Regions from separate parts of the Mus musculus genome. Here region 2 is linked to region 1. The links are chromatin contacts, called in public HiChIP or PLAC-seq maps. All regions are on one chromosome and are shown on one strand. The core of a region is the stretch at or near the end of the contact, and the rest is flanking DNA. Distances in the headings are between cores, read along the strand shown.

Region 1 (5,281 bases), core at 704-3,203:
TAAACCAGAAACCTAATATTCTTCCTTCAAAGCTCGGTCCACGCGTTCCCTCTTCACTGTGAAGCTTCCTCTAAGGAAGAGTACAATGCTTTAAGGTAGATACGCATTTAATGACAGTACCACAGACTACATCTGACTCTCAGGTAGACTCAAGTCCCCAGTGTGCAAACACTATGCCTCACTTGCTACACCTATAGCTAGGACACCGTGAATCCTAAGTACCCAATAAGTGCTTATAAACCTAATTAACTAGATGCCTATAGAAGTAAACCATTTTTGATAATATCTCAATAAAAGAAAGAAAGGATAACACCAAACAGCTAAGATCTAAACTATGTCAGTGAATGTACAACAGTGCTAATCCTCTGTTAATACACAACTCCACTCTGCTGTAGCAAGGCAAGGCACCAGAAAAGAAGATCATTACATCCAATGAGAGCCACTGTGACAGATAAAACGTGTTTCAGGTCAACAGGCACATAAATGTCAAATGAAGTAGGTCACATGAGCCTCTAAGGGGATGAGGAATGAAGTGCATACCTCCTACCTTCAGGATGTGCCAATAAAACCTTACAGTACACAATTCTCATGCTTAACCTCTGCAAATGTGGAACAAAGACCGACTCGTGGTGACTGTGTTGAATGTATTCAGTGTTCTTTCTTATATACAGTGGGGAAATTAACTAAGAAATGGTCCTTGGTAAAAAATAAGGAATAGCACTGTGCCTCTGAAAGAAATATTTAGGGGACTTCTAGAGTTTTGCAATGATAACTCTGTTGATGTGTATATCTTTAGTATTTATAATATGTACTTCCCTACAAGCAAATACACTAAATTTCTGAGACTCACTGGCCATATAAAATTGCATTCCAGTGACCATTCAGGGTGAAGCTAGGCAACAGTCCTAAACTAATGTGAAACTAACATTCTTGTTTCCACTTAAAACACTAGTACACCAATCACCAAAAGAAAAGAAAACAAAAATCACAATATAATAAACAACTCTGTGTCAGCACCTGGACAGTTCCTGGCACACAACAATGATCAATAAATATTTGCTGAATTGATAGAGAGAGAGAGAGAAGAGGAAAGAAAAAGGCAAAAGTAAAACTAAGCAAGGAACCCAGGCACTCTGGGTGGCGCTCTGGAGGCAGAGGCGGGTGGATCTCTGAGTTCAAGGCCAGCCTGGTCAACAGACAGTACCTGGACAGTCAGGGCTACACAGAGAAACCCTGTCTCAAAAAACCAACAGGAAAGGAAGGGTAATAATAGAGTGGGTGAGACAAGTCAAACGTGCTTTTTGTATAAACTTGATGACTTGAGTTGAAGCCCCAGGAACCCATAAAAAAGCGGACTACATAAAGTTGTGTTCTGACCTCCACAGGTATAATGTGTGGCATGTGTGTCCACACATCATCAATAATAAGAATAGTTTTAAAAGTCAAAAAGTAGTAAGAAAGCAACAATGGAAAGTACATATTTATATAATTTTAGAATTATCTATCATTTACCTACTGTGGATTTTGGAAGTTACTGCCTGCTTCATCTCTTTCTGGCAGAGAAAAAAATTAGAATCTACAGTTCCCAACTCTGGACAAACACATCATCTCTAATCCTCTCCGAACGTGAGCATTTCTCTCCAGGAAAAAGCACAGAGATTCCCTTCATGAGGAACATCATGCTCCAAGAAGCTGCCCTTCCCCAGGGCACCCTGAAGCATCTTTGTTTTCTATTTAACGTTCTCTCAGTATCCTGTAAATGTAATAACCAGCATTCTTATTTTTAATATTTTTAGGTCTGCTCCACAGTTTCATCTCTAAACCTTTCCCTTCAAGAGGAAATCTTGTTATTCATGTTCTCGATGATTCAGCCCACTGTCTAGATCAGTGACTCCATCTTTAAGATGATACAAAGAGAAGCTGACTCACTCTCTGTCCTCTAACTTCTTCCTCCCTGGCCCTTGGGAACAGGAGCTGGCCTGAGCTCAGACCCCACGACTCACTGGTTCCTAGCTTCCATCAACCTTGTAAATCCGTTTTATATTTCAACTCCGACCCTTCCACTCATTCTTTTCTTTTCTCAAGCAATCATGGTCTTCTCTAGTCTTAAAAAAAAGAATGTGTTTGAGCTGGTTGGCAGTGGGAGTGCACGTCTTTAATCCCGGCACTCGGGAGGCAGAAGCAGGCAGTCTGAGTTTGAGACCAACCTGGTCTATAGAGCAAGTTCCAGGGCAGCCAGGACGACTTAAGGAGACCCTGTCTCAAGAAACAGAAACAGGAGCTGGAGAAATGGTTCAGCGGTTAGAAGCACTGGATGTTCCACTAGAGTTCCATTCCTAGCACCCACACGCAGCGTACAACTGTCTGTGACTGCAGTTCCAGGAGATCCATGGCAACAGGCACACACATGGTGTACATGTATATGAATGAAGGCACAATACTCATACAAATAAAATAAACCTTTTTTTTAAAAAAAAGAAACAAAAACGTACAAAGCTTTTAAAATGTTTTATTAGAGGAATTGTTATATATGTAGAAAATAAATGTGAATGAACCTCTCCACAGCCATCTCCAGGCTTCAACACTTGTCCAGAATCTGTTCTTTTTGTCTCATCTATACCTCAACTCGTCCATCCCCGTATTCAATGACTATTACTTCACAAACTAGTGGATACAATTGATCTGTGTCTATTTATAATTTTTATTATTATAAATTACAGCATCCTATCAAACACAGAGCATTTGCAGCAAAGCCATCTCTCACAGGTTTTCTCGTGCCCTGTCACTTTAGTAAGTCATTTGCTGATGTTTTAATAGATGGGTTCTTGTGAGGCTGGCCTCAAACTTCTGGATGCAAGTTATCAGCCCCTTCAGTGCTAAGCTTACAGGCAGGGACTGGACTGCAGGCATCGTCCACAGTGATGTTCCCACCACTATTTTTGTTTGTGCCCTGAGACAAGGTCTTGCTATGTAGCTGAGATTGATACGGACTTTCTATATAGTCCAGGCTAGCTCAAACTTGCAATGCTACCTCAGCCTCCTAAGGATGATGGAATTACGGGTGTAAACCACCAGACTAGCTTTATTACTTCTTTAAAAAATTATAAATATATATCAATTTGTAGGGTGCTTGCCCAGCATGAAGGAAGCTCTCAGTTTGATCTCCAGTACCACCTAAACCCAATGTATCCATAATTCCAGCACATCACTGGTTTGGAGAAAGAATTGTGTGTGTCCCTTGTATTTGCATGGCAAGGACTTTGCCAGCTGAGCCATCTCCCTCTTTCTGGAAACTCTCCTGTAGATTTGTGATGTAAAGGACCTTAAGCCCTCCTAAGATGAAACCAGTTAACTTTAAAACACTGCAAATCTGCCTTTCCTTTGTCTCCAGCACTGTCACAGGAACAAGGGCTTCCCTCTCACCTGACAGCTACCACGCAGGGCTCCAATCCCTCTCCTACCTCTCCCCAGCAGTCTCCAGAGGGTAAAGCTGATGGCTCAAACACTCATTTATTTTGTTCTTCCCAGAGGAAACAGCTGTAAATGGCTGCCCAGTCCAGAGAACAGGTCCACACGTGGCCTTTGAGGAGCACAGGCTCTACGCCCTTTTCTAATCTGCTATCACACTGGGCCACCTGGGCACCTGATCATTCCTGGAACAGGCGGGGCTCTTCAGCCCTCTCTTCTGTCTAGAACACTGCCTTCCTCACTTTTCACGTGGCTGGCCTCCTAGTCCTTTAGCTAGTATCTGTCTCAGAGGCCGTCCTCCACCGTCCCGGCTCTTCTTCCTAGTCACTTTTTACTCTCTGTATTATTTTCTGTTCTTCATAGTCCTCACGGTGGTTTATAATTAGTACCTTGACATTTATTTGTCTCTCTTTAAAATGTGACCATCCTGAGAATAACTACTCTCTGTTATATCACCTTACAACATACAAATAAGAATTATTTATTGTCGACTGGAAAGATGGCTCAGTCACTAAGAGCACTCACTGCTCTTGCAGAGAACTCAGGATTGGTTCCCAGCACTGACACGGTGGTTCACAACCATATCTAACTCCAGTTCCGGGGGGTTCCACACCCTCTCCTGACATGCTTAGGTTCCATGTACACTAGGGGTGCACATATACACATGCAGGCAAAACATTAAAAAGTTATTATTAAAAAAGGAAATAGACTTAGCTCAAAACCACATTATACAGAGTATGTTCAACTTATCCTCCAAGCCTTCTATTCACAGATATCCAAAATTAAGGTAAGATAGTACTGTGATAACGTTTTACATTAACAAAAATCATTACAAATACAAGATTTTATATAAAAAAAAATCAAGACAGGGAGATAATATTTTTAATTAAAAAGACTGATGACAATGAAGTTAAAGTCCAATTTCTCTTTTTGTTAATTTGAGGCAAGGACTTGCTAGGTAGGCTTGGATGAATTGCTATTCATTTGATAGCCCAGGCTGGCCTCAAATTCAAGGCAATTCTCCTGTCTCAGTGTCTCAAGTAGATTAAAAGCATGTGCTGCTGTTCTCTAGCTGTATTCTCTCATTTTAAATCTGATTTTGAACTATTATGTCATTAAATAACTAAAAACCAAGAAAGCCAATGTTTCCTTCCATCCCACAAAGCAAAATTTGCATTCTATATTTCTGGTTAGTTTCAAACTTTCATAAGTATATGCAATTTTCACAGTATAATTTACACTACAATGCTGGTATTCTAAGGAGGAATCACCATTACCCAGTCGCTTCGGAGGCCGAGGCTTTAGGATCATGAATTCAAGACTTGCTGCCAAGTCAGTCCATGCACACAGCCTAGGCAACTTAGCCAGAGCCGGACTCAAAATACAAATTTAAAAAGGGATAAGAGTATAGCTCAGAAGTAGAGAATTTATCTAGCATAAGCTAGACCTTGGGTTTAATCCACGGACACACACACACACACACACACACACACTTCAGTAAAACTTACTTTTAAGTTATCATGTAGCATGATGAAGAAGAAAACTGAGAAGATAGACCTCATCAGTCTAGTTTCTAAATTTACCTACACCAGAACACGCGCTCAGTCCATCCACAGCCACTGCCGCTCAGCGTCTACTCCAGCTGCTGCTCTGCCGAGCAGTGTACTGACCTGGGAGCTGCTTTCTTCCTCTACTTCTCCCTCATTGGTTTGCATGGGAACAGACTCTGTGCAAAACTCTGCAGACACACACAAACGCTGCCTGGGAAGTAAAAGGAGAAAACACGGGTAAGAACGTCAAGGCAAAAGTTTGC
Region 2 (4,657 bases), core at 1,001-3,500, 120 kb before region 1:
ACAAATTAAGAACACAGTGACTCTCATAAACGACTATTTGAAACAAAGCATTCAACTCACCTTCTCAAAATAAGGCCCACTGTCTGTGGTTCCCAAGTCTTTGGAATTAGGTGGACGGAACCCAGGTCGATCCTTCCTCATGATATCATTAAAATCCCCGAGATTCATTGTTCTCTTGTCCACATCAAATTTCTTATCTGAAAGGACATAAATAAAAATGTCAGGAATCAATGTCCCCTCAAGAGCCACGTGTAGCCTGGCCCGTCTGTTCTCTAGGGACCCGGGGACAAAGCCTCTCTACTCTTTGGAATGAGCCTAGGAAGAATTCTCACTGGCTCAGGGTGCTTGCTCTGTTCCTGAACCGTTTTTCAAAAATTAAATATGTATCTGCTGTAGCTTGTCTACCATGGAACACTTGAGAGACTTGAAGCCAAATTGATTAAGCCAATATTTAGGTTAAAATTGACGTGCTGGGTGAGAATACATCTTGTTCATAAAGTCAAATCTTCTCAGTGAGAGACCAGTCTGTTTTGTTATGTTAGCACTTGTTAGAGACATTGTTAGAGTTTTAAAGCAATTATGGGGAATAGAAAGATCAGAGGCACTCCTGTTGCCTAAAAATGTAAAGCTTAAGACTTTAACACAGTTGAACATTTCTACAGTACTTGCTCAAGCTTCATCTGCATGTGTGATGCAGACTTCCTCCTCCTCCCTTTCCTTAGCCCTATAAATCTGCTATATGATGACACAACTGGGTTGCAGCTCAAACTACACAGTACCACTGCTATCCAGATTGTTCCCTCTTACTCTTAGTTTGATTCCTCTTATGTTCCTCGGGGTGAGCAAAAGCATTCCTGAGAAAAATCTCACAGACGATGGGCTGACCCCTGCATTTGCTCTGGTCACAACGGAAAAGTATGACAAAGATGAAAACCTTGGGGTACAGAGAGTCAATCTGATGGTCTAGTTTACTAGTATCACAGACATATTAAAATAATCTGAATCTAGCTCCCAGTACTTGGGAAAAAAATCTGGATGCTAATAAGGGATGGTGCAGTGAAGTTTGCACTTTTCATGTAGTAGAATAAGGTTGGCTTCTGAGGTGGACATACCCTCCTCACAGTTAAACCTAGCATTTAACATTCCTTCACATTCTCCTGGAACTTCAGTCATTTGAATTTTCAACCTCTATACTGCTTTAGTGCATGAAATCTGATATAAAATAAAGCAGTTAGCATCAAGCATGTCTATCAATCTGCCTCAACCCAAGCAGGGCAGGAGATGCCAAGGGCCTGGCAGAGCCGTGAACACGTTCCCCTCCTGTTTGTAGAGACACATACCTACAGACAAATCCATTTTGCTGCTTGGGTTATCCTCAGTTTGACTCTGAACAAAACAAAGCAAACACAAGTGAGTAAGGATTAAGGGAGGATACACGTTGTACATCAGAGAAGAGGCGCTCCTGCTCATGTGAGAGCCTCATGACCATAGGCACTCCACAAGAGCCTCTGCCGTGACCTTGAAACTGGAGTGAAGGCTGTAACATTTTTGCAATCACAATTTGATGGCCATCAAGGCTTAATTAAGTGTCTAACACATGTAATTACACATGTCAATTACACATGTAAGCAACATCAGTACAGCTATGGACAGAGGACAAGTTCAACAGCTGCCTGGAGAAATAAACTGCTTCTTAAGTATGCATAGTCAAACTCCACAAGTTGTAGCTAAATGGTGATAATATCTTCTTATGACGTGTCAGTGAGCAAATCTTAAACTGTGTAGTCAAATCATTTGTCTTTTGACAACCATGACCAGATGTCTTCACAGTGTTCCCAAGAGATAAGGAAAGTAAAGACACAGCACACATTTTTCTCTACATAATGAATCCCAGTATAGTGATTCTGATTATTTTTATTTTTAAAAATGATGTGCAGACACTAGTAACAAGTGTCCATTTAAGTGTCTTTGTTGTTTCCACCTTTCCAAGAGAAAAGATACAAAGACAATTCACTTTTAATGTTGGTATATATCACTTAATAAAATAGAAATACTGTTTAGCTCAGAGGGCCAAGAACACTGTTTAACCCATATTTAAATCTGTAATTTTGTACTGTACATGTGTACTTACTATGCCTGAAATTTGAGATTATGTTTATACATGAAGAAAAATGAAACTTACCAGCAATCCCATATTTGAAAACTGTTTGGCAAGAGGATTCATCCATGAATCATTGTTTCCTCCTTTTAGTGAGCACTACAGAATGAAACACATGACCTCAGTCACAGAGCTCATCACAACCTCCCAAACTATAAACCACACTGAAAATGCAAAGCTGAGAGTTCACCTTCCTGAACCTGATAGCTTTAAATGACTAGTAAGCCCTAGGTCCAGTCATGCTTTTACTCCTACTTATCATAGTGAAGTGGAAAAACAAAGTTTACTTTTTACATGCAAAGAAGTGGTATCAGACTGTGTAAGATGTCTACATACTGCCACTGCCACCTCCCGTAGGATGCTCTTCTGTGACCCCAGCAGGCTTGTAACAGGGAAAGAATTGCTACTGGTGCATGTTGTTTGGAAAGGAGCCTGTTTGAACACAACATCACTCTGTGTGGGGGCAATGTGGAATGCATCCAGAGAGCTCTTCATATGGTTCACAGCATGGAGGCCATCAGTTCTCAGTGAGAAAGAGGCCTGGAGGAAGCCACTATCCTTGAGCTCTGGCACAGTGGAAGGCAGGGATTAATGGGATGGGGGATGAGCTTTGTGGGCCTGCACATTCTATAGGTAAACATTCCATGTGCTATGATATGTCATACTTATTATTATTGTTGGTGTTAGTTGAGACAGGATGTCCTCACTCACTAAAGCCTAGAATATCTTGAACTCTTGATCCTTTTGCCTTTTGTCTTCGAGGGTTGTGATTACAGATATGAGCCACCACAACCAGCTTGCTCCATAAATAAGTGTATATAATATTATATACTTATATACAAATATATCTATATATTACAACATTGCATATTATATCATGTTAGATACAATATATAATTATAAATAACCTTTTAATTATATAATATATAAATTAATAATTAATTATATATTATGGTGATAGATATATATTTTATTAAGATTAAAGAAGAGTCCTGGCAAGCATGAGAGATAGTGAGTTTATTAGTGCAGAGCTTTCAGCGTTAGAAGAAAACAAACTGCATGTGAGCACACTCAGTGGCACTGACCTGCATATTGAAAAATGGTTAAGATGACAATTTTTACATTTTGTGTATTTTATCACATTAAAAAAAGTCCTAGGCTGGGTGTGGTGGCGCACACCTTTAATCCCAGCACTCGGGAGGCAGAGACAGGTGGATTTCTGAGTTCGAGGCCAGCCTGGTCTACAAAGTGAGCTCCAGGACAGCCAGGGCTACACAGAGAAACTCTGTCTCAAAAAAACAAAAAACAAAAAAAACACCACCACCACCACCAACAAAAAAATGAAGTCCTTAGTACTGAAGGTCAGAACCACTGGTATCGGAATTGAAATATTCAACTTCCAATTAAGCAAATCTTGGTTGCCATTTGAGTTGGGAGGATTCAATTAGGATCTTTTACTCAATTAATTTCGATCCACTGCTAATTTGTAAATGACCAAAAGATTGCCAAAGCAGGCCAGACACCATTAGAGTACCAAGACGCTGAGCAGTGTAGTGAGACTTCTTTAGTTGCTAGAGTGGAGGAAGGAAGTCATTAGGGAAGGGGAAACCCAGGAAGAGCTCCTTCAACCAATGTCTCCACAGAAAGCAACTGTTCTATCCTACAGAAGAAATCAGGGCCTTGAAACCCACAGCTTCAGGACCAGGGTGATGGTCAGGGGATGGTCTTGTGAGAGAGTTTCAGGAATCCAAAGCCTGGGAGGATTAGAAAGCATTTCATAGGGCAGGTTTTTCAGGTTAAAATGAAGCATACAGGTGTATCTTCCTTTTTTCTACTCTGTAATGTGTGTGTGTGTGTGTGTGTGTGTGTGTGAGAGAGAGAGAGAGAGAGAAAGAGAGAGAGAGAGAAGAAGAGGAGGAAGAACAGCAGCAGCATCTGTCAAGACAGTGGTGGCTCAGGTACACACATCATGGCTACAGATGAAGAACTAGTGGTCCTATGTAGCAGCAGCAGCAGCAGCAGCAGCAGCAGCAGCAGCAGCAGAGTGCTTGCCTAGCATTCTCAGTGTTCTGGGCTCCATCCCCTGGACTGTAAAATAAGTAATAAACCACAACATTCCAAGAGGAAACTTGTTATACGGGAAAGTGAGTTGTCTGGAAGACACAGCCTGGCCCAGGACGTGAGGAAAGAATGTAGTTATAGCAGTGCTGAAAACGGGGCTTTCAGTTTACTGGGAGAAGGGCTCGGGGCCTTGGGATGAGTCAGGTAAAATCAAGACCCACTAACGACCACTGGGAAAGCCAGCTATTTGGTGTCTTTTTTACATTTTTGTGGAGATTTGCCCATAGGACTTTTTTTGTCTTAGAATCAAAAGCATAAGGCATTTTAAAAGCAGGCCTCAGGAACTGCTGAAAATAATTATAACATGGAAACCTAAACTCAATTACCTCTACCTTACAAATTTCCTTTTACTCATAGTGCCACTTCTAATTGTTCAGG

Evidence for each region. HiChIP or PLAC-seq counts read pairs in DNA pulled down with a chosen protein or histone mark.
Region 2: a contact with region 1 is called in a CTCF HiChIP or PLAC-seq map of the NIH/3T3 cell line, with 15 read pairs. The contact joins two enhancer-like sites. A contact is called at or near these places in 7 of 39 promoter capture datasets (the 3T3-L1 cell line, 3T3-L1-derived adipocytes, the C10 cell line and 3 more), 1 of 15 datasets of contacts at CTCF or cohesin (the NIH/3T3 cell line), 2 of 484 Hi-C or Micro-C datasets (nephron progenitors and spermatogonial stem cells), 1 of 115 datasets of contacts at active chromatin or transcription factors (fibro-adipogenic progenitors) and 3 of 9 other capture datasets (adipose tissue, liver and pancreatic islet).

What each region holds. Positions count from the first base shown.
Region 1 is chr15:80,759,488-80,764,768 of GRCm38.p6, reverse strand. Tnrc6b (trinucleotide repeat containing 6b) reads right to left here. Exons shown (of 25, transcript NM_144812.3): 3 at 5,139-5,229. The coding sequence starts at 5,183. Among named protein-coding and RNA genes, the nearest start is that of Tnrc6b, 51 kb to the right of the region's middle. Within about 2 kb of position 1,953, at least 44 of the 459 cell types and tissues checked have an H3K27ac peak or open chromatin away from gene starts, as enhancers often do. A contact at or near this core is called in the NIH/3T3 cell line, where this site is marked.
Region 2 is chr15:80,884,559-80,889,215 of GRCm38.p6, reverse strand. Tnrc6b (trinucleotide repeat containing 6b) reads right to left here. Exons shown (of 25, transcript NM_144812.3): 11 at 2,183-2,257; 12 at 1,341-1,386; 13 at 61-197. Among named protein-coding and RNA genes, the nearest start is that of Mir5113, 53 kb to the left of the region's middle. Within about 2 kb of position 2,250, at least 20 of the 459 cell types and tissues checked have an H3K27ac peak or open chromatin away from gene starts, as enhancers often do. A contact at or near this core is called in the NIH/3T3 cell line, where this site is marked.